Regions from separate parts of the Rattus norvegicus genome. Here region 1 is linked to region 2. The links are chromatin contacts, called in public HiChIP or PLAC-seq maps. All regions are on one chromosome and are shown on one strand. Each heading gives the region's core, a stretch centred on a gene start, on an enhancer-like site or on the middle of the called end of the contact. The rest is flanking DNA. Distances are from core to core; before and after follow the strand shown.

Region 1 (3,256 bases), core at 63-2,562, 180 kb after region 2:
AGCCAAACAAAACCCAAAGGTTCTAATTTGACGTCCAAACCAGCAGCATCTGTTCTCCCCCCCCTCCCCGCCCTGCACCCCTCAATCCCTTACTGCACCAGTACCATGTCCGTTCAGGCTCCAAATAAAGTTGGTTTTTATTTTATTTTATTTTATGCCCTACCCCACCCACTTTTTCTTCTGTGTCAACCCGTAGTAAAATCTTGCACTACGAGTGAATGAAAACACGCCGACTTTCCCTTTTGCCAACATTTTTTCTGAAAGGCTCCGAGGGCTGCCGCGAGAGGAGTGGAGGTTGGGAGGTGACTAGTCTTTCGGTGTACTCGCTCGTGCCGAGTGGGGTGTGTGTGTGCAGCCTGCGCGGCCGGGGGCTGGGGGGGAAACCCATGGTGGTTGTCCTAGCGCGAGAGGAGCAGGCAGAGCGGGGAGGGAGAAAAACACCACGGTGGGAAATCCCGTGCTGTGTGTATCTGCCCAGCCTGAGCAAGGAAGGAAGGCTGGGCAGGGCCGCGCGTGAATAAATTTCATTAAGTGGCCGGGCGCAGACACTGCAGCACCGCAGAAGAGGAGGAGGGCGAGGCGGGGCGCGAGGCTCGCCCGGGGTGGGGGGAGAGGGAGGGGAGGGCGGAGGAGGGAGCGAGCGCCAGGGCGGCCTTTTATAGGCCGAGGCCCGCACGCCCCCGCCCCTCGCGCTGGCTCCGACTCCAGCTCTGCCGCCCTGTTACCTGAGAAGGGCCGGGCACGTCCAGCGCCCCGCCCGGCCCGCCCTCCCTCCCTCCCTCCTTCCCACCCTCCCGCGAGGCCCGGGCCGCAGGAGATCTACGCCGCGCCTCCCTTCTCCCGCGGGCGGCTTCCCTTACCTTGTGAAAACAAAACAAAAACTATCCTCTCCGCGGCAGCCCCCGCCTCTTCCATAAGATGTGAAATGGCGGTCGGCGAGGCGAACTCCAAGAGCCGCCAAACCCCTGCGCCCCTCTGAGCCTATCCATGCTATCGGCGCTCCCCCGGCCCCGCCGCAGTGACCCTGCCCACCGGCCGAATCATCGATTCCTCGGCGCGCGCCGCGCGGCCCGGCTTCCCGCCAGCCTCTTCCCTAGCCGCGCCTCCGGGCTGGGGAAGAACACCTCGCCCCCATCCCCAATCCGTTGCCCCCGACTCCAAACCCCTGGGCGCGCACCCGCCCGCCCGCTCGCCTCCTCCCCCGACCGTCGCCGCTCGCGTGCGCGCGCGTGCGCGCACACATTCCCTCCTCCCCTCCCCCAGTGGTTGCGTCCGTGACATCATCATCATGGCAACAAGAGCTGCAGCCTGGGACCGAGGAGCCCGTGTGATTCCCGGCGGCGGCGGCCGTGGCGGCAGCAGCAGCGGCACCACCCGACCCGACGACCGCGCGAGGGTTTCTCTCCGGCTGCCTCTTGCCGGGAGCGCCTGAGGAGGCGGCGGCAGCCCACAGTCCCCGCAGCCTCTGCGCGCCGCCGCTCGTCTCGGCGTCCGTGCGAGGGGCGGGGGGCGGGGAGGTGGGGGAAGCCGAACCGAGGAGGAAGGGGAGGAGGCGCCTGTGCGGAGCCCGCCGCCGCCGCTGCTGCCAGGTCGCTGAGTGGAGGGGAGGCGGTGGCGGCGGCGGCGAACATGTTTTCTGTGAGGATAGTGACTGCCGACTACTACATGGCCAGCCCGCTGCCGGGGCTGGATATCTGCCAATCCCCCCTCACCCAGCACCCTGTCAAGAAGGTGCCGGTGGTACGAGTCTTCGGGGCGACCCCGGCAGGTAAGCGGGAGCGGGCGGGAGCGGGCGGGAGCGCGAGCGCCGGGGTCGTCTGGGCTGCCCTCCCCGCCGCGCACTCGCGCGCACGCCGCCGGCCCTCTCCGGGGTCGCTGCGGAGTCTTCCCTCCTCTCGGCTTTGCTCGCCTTCTCTCCCGCGCGTGACAGGAGGCGCAAAAAAAATGTGGGTTCGCGCGAGCGCTGCGCCCCCATCCGCGGCAAAGAGGCGGCGGGCGCTCGGTCTCTACTCTGCGAGCGGCGGGCGGGCGGGCGGGAGGGCTGGAGTCCATCTCTCCGTGGGTCGGGTGGCTGCGCCTGGTCCCCAAGGACGAGTTCGCGGGTCCTTAGAGGTCGGTCGCCGGTGAGGACCTCGGTCACTCGCTGTGTGTCCCTAGTGCCCCGTTCTAGAAATGGCTTTGAGGGCAGAGGGGAAGTGTCAGGCGTGTTGTCAGTCCTCTCCGTCGCCTCTGTTCACCCTCGCTCTCCTCTGCCCCTGCCGGAGATGCTGTGGCTGTAGAAAGTGGCGCCCGGGGCCAGATAATCTTTCTCATTGAAGTGACCATGTGGCTCTTCTGTGAGTGCAGGTCGTGACTGCTTAGAGTTTAATGTCTCGGCAGGGACAGAGCGGCATCCTCAGGTGCAATGCTTTCAGGAAATGTGCATCCGTGGAGATAGGAACTACGTGTTTGTATCGCCCAACATAAAATGTAACACCTAATGTGGGGGGCGGATTCGTTAGGAAACACAGCCAAGCTCAGCAGCATAGACATTTTAGAAAGCCTCCAGGCTGGGTTGCAGGGTTGCATTTTAAAAATAGATTTAAAAAAAAAAAAGCCATTTTGAAGAAATGGTTGCGGGGGGGGGGGAATGACAAGCTATGTTCTGGAACGCTCTTTGGGATTTATAATCTAAATAGGATAGAGGCCAAATAGACAAGGCTTTTGTGTTTTTATTTTCCAGTTTTGCTTCTTTTTACATGCTTTAAACCGTTAACATGAAATGATAAAGCCGTATTCCGGAGGACAGTGTTCTTACCACGGTATAGCCCTATGGGGTTTTAGATAGCGTTTCCCACTTGATGCTCTCTGCCTTCGTCGCCATTCATCTTTATTACTACAGTCAGCTTCTGTGGACTACCAAGATAATGCCACTTCCCAAAATACAGGCACTCGTTCTAAGCTATTACCCTTTAATGTGAATTCTCTTTGTTAACAATGCCAGTACCATAAATAAGGCTGGATAAAAAGACTCCCTTTTTAGATAGAGTTTGATGCTGCGAACCTTGGACGATAAGAGACTTTTGAATGCTGTTAACGGTTGCTAGAAAGTATAGCGTTTGGGAAGTGGAAGACTGGAAAAGAAGAGAATGTTCTGGAGAATAGGTTTTCTACCTTTTTAAGTGCTGTGCTGCTGTCTTTGTTTTGATTTGGAGTCTCAGGGTAATAGAATTCCTGGCTGTTCCTGCTTCAGCTGCCTCAGAGGGTGACAGTGAAG
Region 2 (3,450 bases), core at 345-2,844:
GGCGGGCCGTGCCTTTCCTTTAGATGTGGAAAAAAGAGGATTCTCCTAATGATCAAAGACACTTGAAAGATGCAGTCCTACTGCCTTTGAGGGAGTTTAACACGTGTGTGTGTGTGTGTGTGTGTGTTCATTTGAATAAGAATGGCCCCATAGGCTCATGTATTTGAATGCTTAGCCATCAGACTCATAAGCTATCATCAAGGCATGCCCTGTCTAAAACTTATTCTGTTGAACCCTCTGGCTGGTAGGAGAAAGGAAGGAGGAAAGTGGTCATACAGTACACTGTATGAAATAAAACATCCCAGGAATAAAGATGGCCGCCGTGGAGAGAACGGGTGGAAGGAAGGGAAAAATCAGCCACAGCCAGGATCATTTCCCCACGGTGTGTGTAAGAAACATCCCAGTGTAATGGGCAGGCTACATCCATTCGCTCCACCCTAAGGGAAGCTGGGACTTCTGTGGATTTGTGGCACCTCATAAGACCAATCTATGACTTTATATACCAGAGGACACGAGAGAACAGCATGATGATCTAATCCCGCGTGTAGTTATTAAAATAGAGCATTGTCTGAGAGATACATGGGCGTATTCATATGTACATACTTACTGTCTTAGGCACTGTTCTGTGGCTGTGAAAGATACCATGGCCAAGGCAACTCTCAGAAAGGAAAGCATTTAGTCAGGGCCGGCTTACAGTTCAAAGGCTCAGTCCCTCGTCATCATGGTGGGAACGGTGGGAGCGTGCAGTCAGATACGGTGCTGGAGAGGTGGCTGAGAGCTCCACATCCAGGCAGCAGGAAGAGAGCCACTAACTAGCCTGCCTCGGGCTCCTAAAAGCTCAAAACCCAGTGGCACACTCCATCAATAAGGCCACACCTACCCCAAGAAAGCCACCCTCCTCTAATAGTTCTAAGAAGTGCCACTCCCTGTCCCTGTTGACTAAGAATTCAAATGCACAAACCCCCGGGGGCCATTCTTACCAAATCAAAGCGCGAATTTCCTGAGTCACACATTGTGATCCGAGGAGTTGTGTTCATGAAACAAGCTCTTCCGTTTACTGACAAGCTCTTCCCTTTACTGACATTAATATTAAGGCTTTCAAAGACCAACTCATTGAAGGGAGATTTAAAGTGATTTTCTTGAAGTCACTGAGCCAGGCCCAAGGTGTACCCGCTATTCCTTCCCTATCTTCTTCCTGTCCTCGTCTCCTACCCTGTCCCCTGCAGATGACTTTCCAATACTTTGCCTTCCCTCTCCACCCAGCACAGGCACTCACGAGTAACCAGGTCTCCGTTCCGTTCCGCAGGTGCAAAGTTTCCCATTAAGTGGACAGCCCCCGAAGCGGCCCTGTATGGAAGGTTCACAATCAAGTCTGACGTGTGGTCCTTTGGAATCTTACTCACAGAGCTGGTCACCAAAGGCAGAGTGCCGTACCCAGGTAAGCACACAGACCTGAGAAATGGGCGTCCTCTGGGCTCGGCTTTAGCCTCGCCTTACAGGAGTCCTGTCCAGCTGCCCTCCTAAGCCCTGTGCTCAGCCTTCTGCCGAGGTGTTTAGCCAGGGGAATGCAGAACTTAGAATTGCCGTGACCTGTTCACCAACCTTGATGTGCTAAACAGCTGGTATCCAGTTCCAGTCCCCTGAGGTCATGGAGTATGTCCTGTCTCAGTAGGTGCATGTGTCATGACTCCATTGGCAGGGCCTGTGCCCAAATAGGGCTTGCAGATGTCTGAGAAGGAGAGACGCTTCTGTTGCTTCTCGAGCACGCTGTAGCACTGACCCACACAGCAAACCTGGATTGAAGAGGCCAGAGTCTGCTCTCGGAGGCTCCAGGTCCAAGTGGCCCTGGAGCAGAGGCACAGGAAAGACGCTTTAGACTGACCAACCCGTTCTCTGTTGTTGAATGGCCAAAATATACAAGGAGGGTGGGGGGTGAATTGTGAAGGAGCGGGGGCCTCTGGGAGCCTGCAGTTGTTCTGGGCTATCAGATGCTCTTTCTCTGAAGAAGATGTGGGTTAAAGTTATCCATGCTTAAATTCATTAACTTAGCCAGACGGAGACAGAAAGGACACGCGCCATTTCTCCTCCACACTTTACTGGTTTCAGTGCAGGGACGATCTGCTTTGTGAAATGTTAAGGACATATTTTTCAGTTACTGCTGAGCAAAGAAAGAGCATAGCTGGCGCACCCTCCGTTCCCTGCCTTTTAGAAAGGGGCTTTTAAAAAGGAAGAAAAGGGAAAGCCCACGGTGGCGAGCCGATGGTGGAGATTAATGAGGAATGTAGGTCTCTTGCAAATCCGGGGCTTGTAATCATATCTCTGCAGTCGGAGGAGCCAGCGAGAGCCGATTAATTTGTAATCCCTTTGTTCATTCTGTCTGATTGTTTCTGGTCATCGTCATAAAGAGCCTCTCTGTCTAGGCTAGCACAGCCTCAAGACCTCTAAGGGAGGAAGCTTGGCACCGAGGCAGAATTAACAAAGTGCCCGTCTCTGAAGCCCCAGCCCCAGCATTGGGAGGTGTGGGTGTGTGAGTCTGTATTATTGCTGCTGCCGCCGCTGCTGTTTTGCTGCTGCTGCTGCTGCTGCTGCTGCTGCTGCTGCTGCTGCTGCTGCTGCTGCTGCTGCTTCTTCCAGCATGCACAAGTGGGCAGACACTCTGGGAACAGTCAACCGGCAGAGAAGAAAGGGCTGCCCAGGAGGGGGTGGGGCCCAGCATGGGTGCTTTTGAATTGCTTCTCAAGGATGAAAATATACCATCTCCAGGTTTTAAAGATGAGAAGGCCCTTTTTAAAAAAAAATTATTATTGTCTACATTTTGAACTAATTTCTTCCTGATCTCCCCAGGTTTATAGACACCCGGTGTGTTAAAAGCAATCACGGGAAAAGGTTAATGTTGTTTTTTGCATTTCCGTGAAGCCTCCTCTTCCAGTAACACAAGCCGCTTTTTGTTCCTGGGTCACACACAGGGAGGCCAAGACAAAGAGGTGGAGGTGGGGGCTCGGAAGAGGAAGAATTTGGAGACCAGGGTTTTGTCAGGTTGGGTTTTAGCACAAAGAAAACCGCCTAGGTGTACAAGCTGGAACGGATTCATTCATGCGGCCTCATTCTGTGTGACCTGGCCTAGCATGTGTTCCCTTGGGAAACAGCACAAATGAGCCACTCAGCTCTCTGGTGGCACTGGTGAGCTGCGGTCCCAGAGCAGGTACTGTTCACGCCAGAGGGGAAGGGCCAGCGGTTGATAGCCCTGAGCTTGCAGAGCCTTACTGTTGGTAGAGTGTTTGTGCCATGTTCATGGAGCGTGGATTACTTAGATGTGCATACTCTGTGTGCTCCTCAACCCTAGTTCTCATTATGTGGCAGAAGCAGGGACAAAAGATAGGCCCTTCATTGACAGACCCATGAAGAGCAGAGGGAGAACTGAGCCCAGCATAGGTGGGTATTTATGCCTGT

What was found. HiChIP or PLAC-seq counts read pairs in DNA pulled down with a chosen protein or histone mark.
Region 1: a contact with region 2 is called in an H3K27ac HiChIP or PLAC-seq map of oligodendrocytes, with 9 times the contacts expected there. The contact joins the promoter of Rev3l here to the enhancer-like site in region 2. A contact is called at or near these places in 6 of 12 Hi-C or Micro-C datasets (the A7r5 cell line, frontal cortex, hepatocytes and 3 more) and 1 of 1 datasets of contacts at active chromatin or transcription factors (oligodendrocytes).

The regions. Positions count from the first base shown.
Region 1 is chr20:44,685,628-44,688,883 of GRCr8, forward strand. Rev3l (REV3 like, DNA directed polymerase zeta catalytic subunit) reads left to right here and starts at 1,313. Exons shown (of 32, transcript NM_001083966.1): 1 at 1,313-1,768. The coding sequence starts at 1,630. LOC134483824 (a long non-coding RNA gene) reads right to left here and starts at 835. Exons shown (of 2, transcript XR_010060889.1): 1 at 1-835.
Region 2 is chr20:44,500,582-44,504,031 of GRCr8, forward strand. It overlaps Fyn (FYN proto-oncogene, Src family tyrosine kinase), which reads left to right. Exons shown (of 14, transcript NM_012755.2): 13 at 1,307-1,438. Among named protein-coding and RNA genes, the nearest start is that of Traf3ip2, 64 kb to the right of the region's middle. Within about 2 kb of position 1,595, at least 34 of the 93 cell types and tissues checked have an H3K27ac peak or open chromatin away from gene starts, as enhancers often do.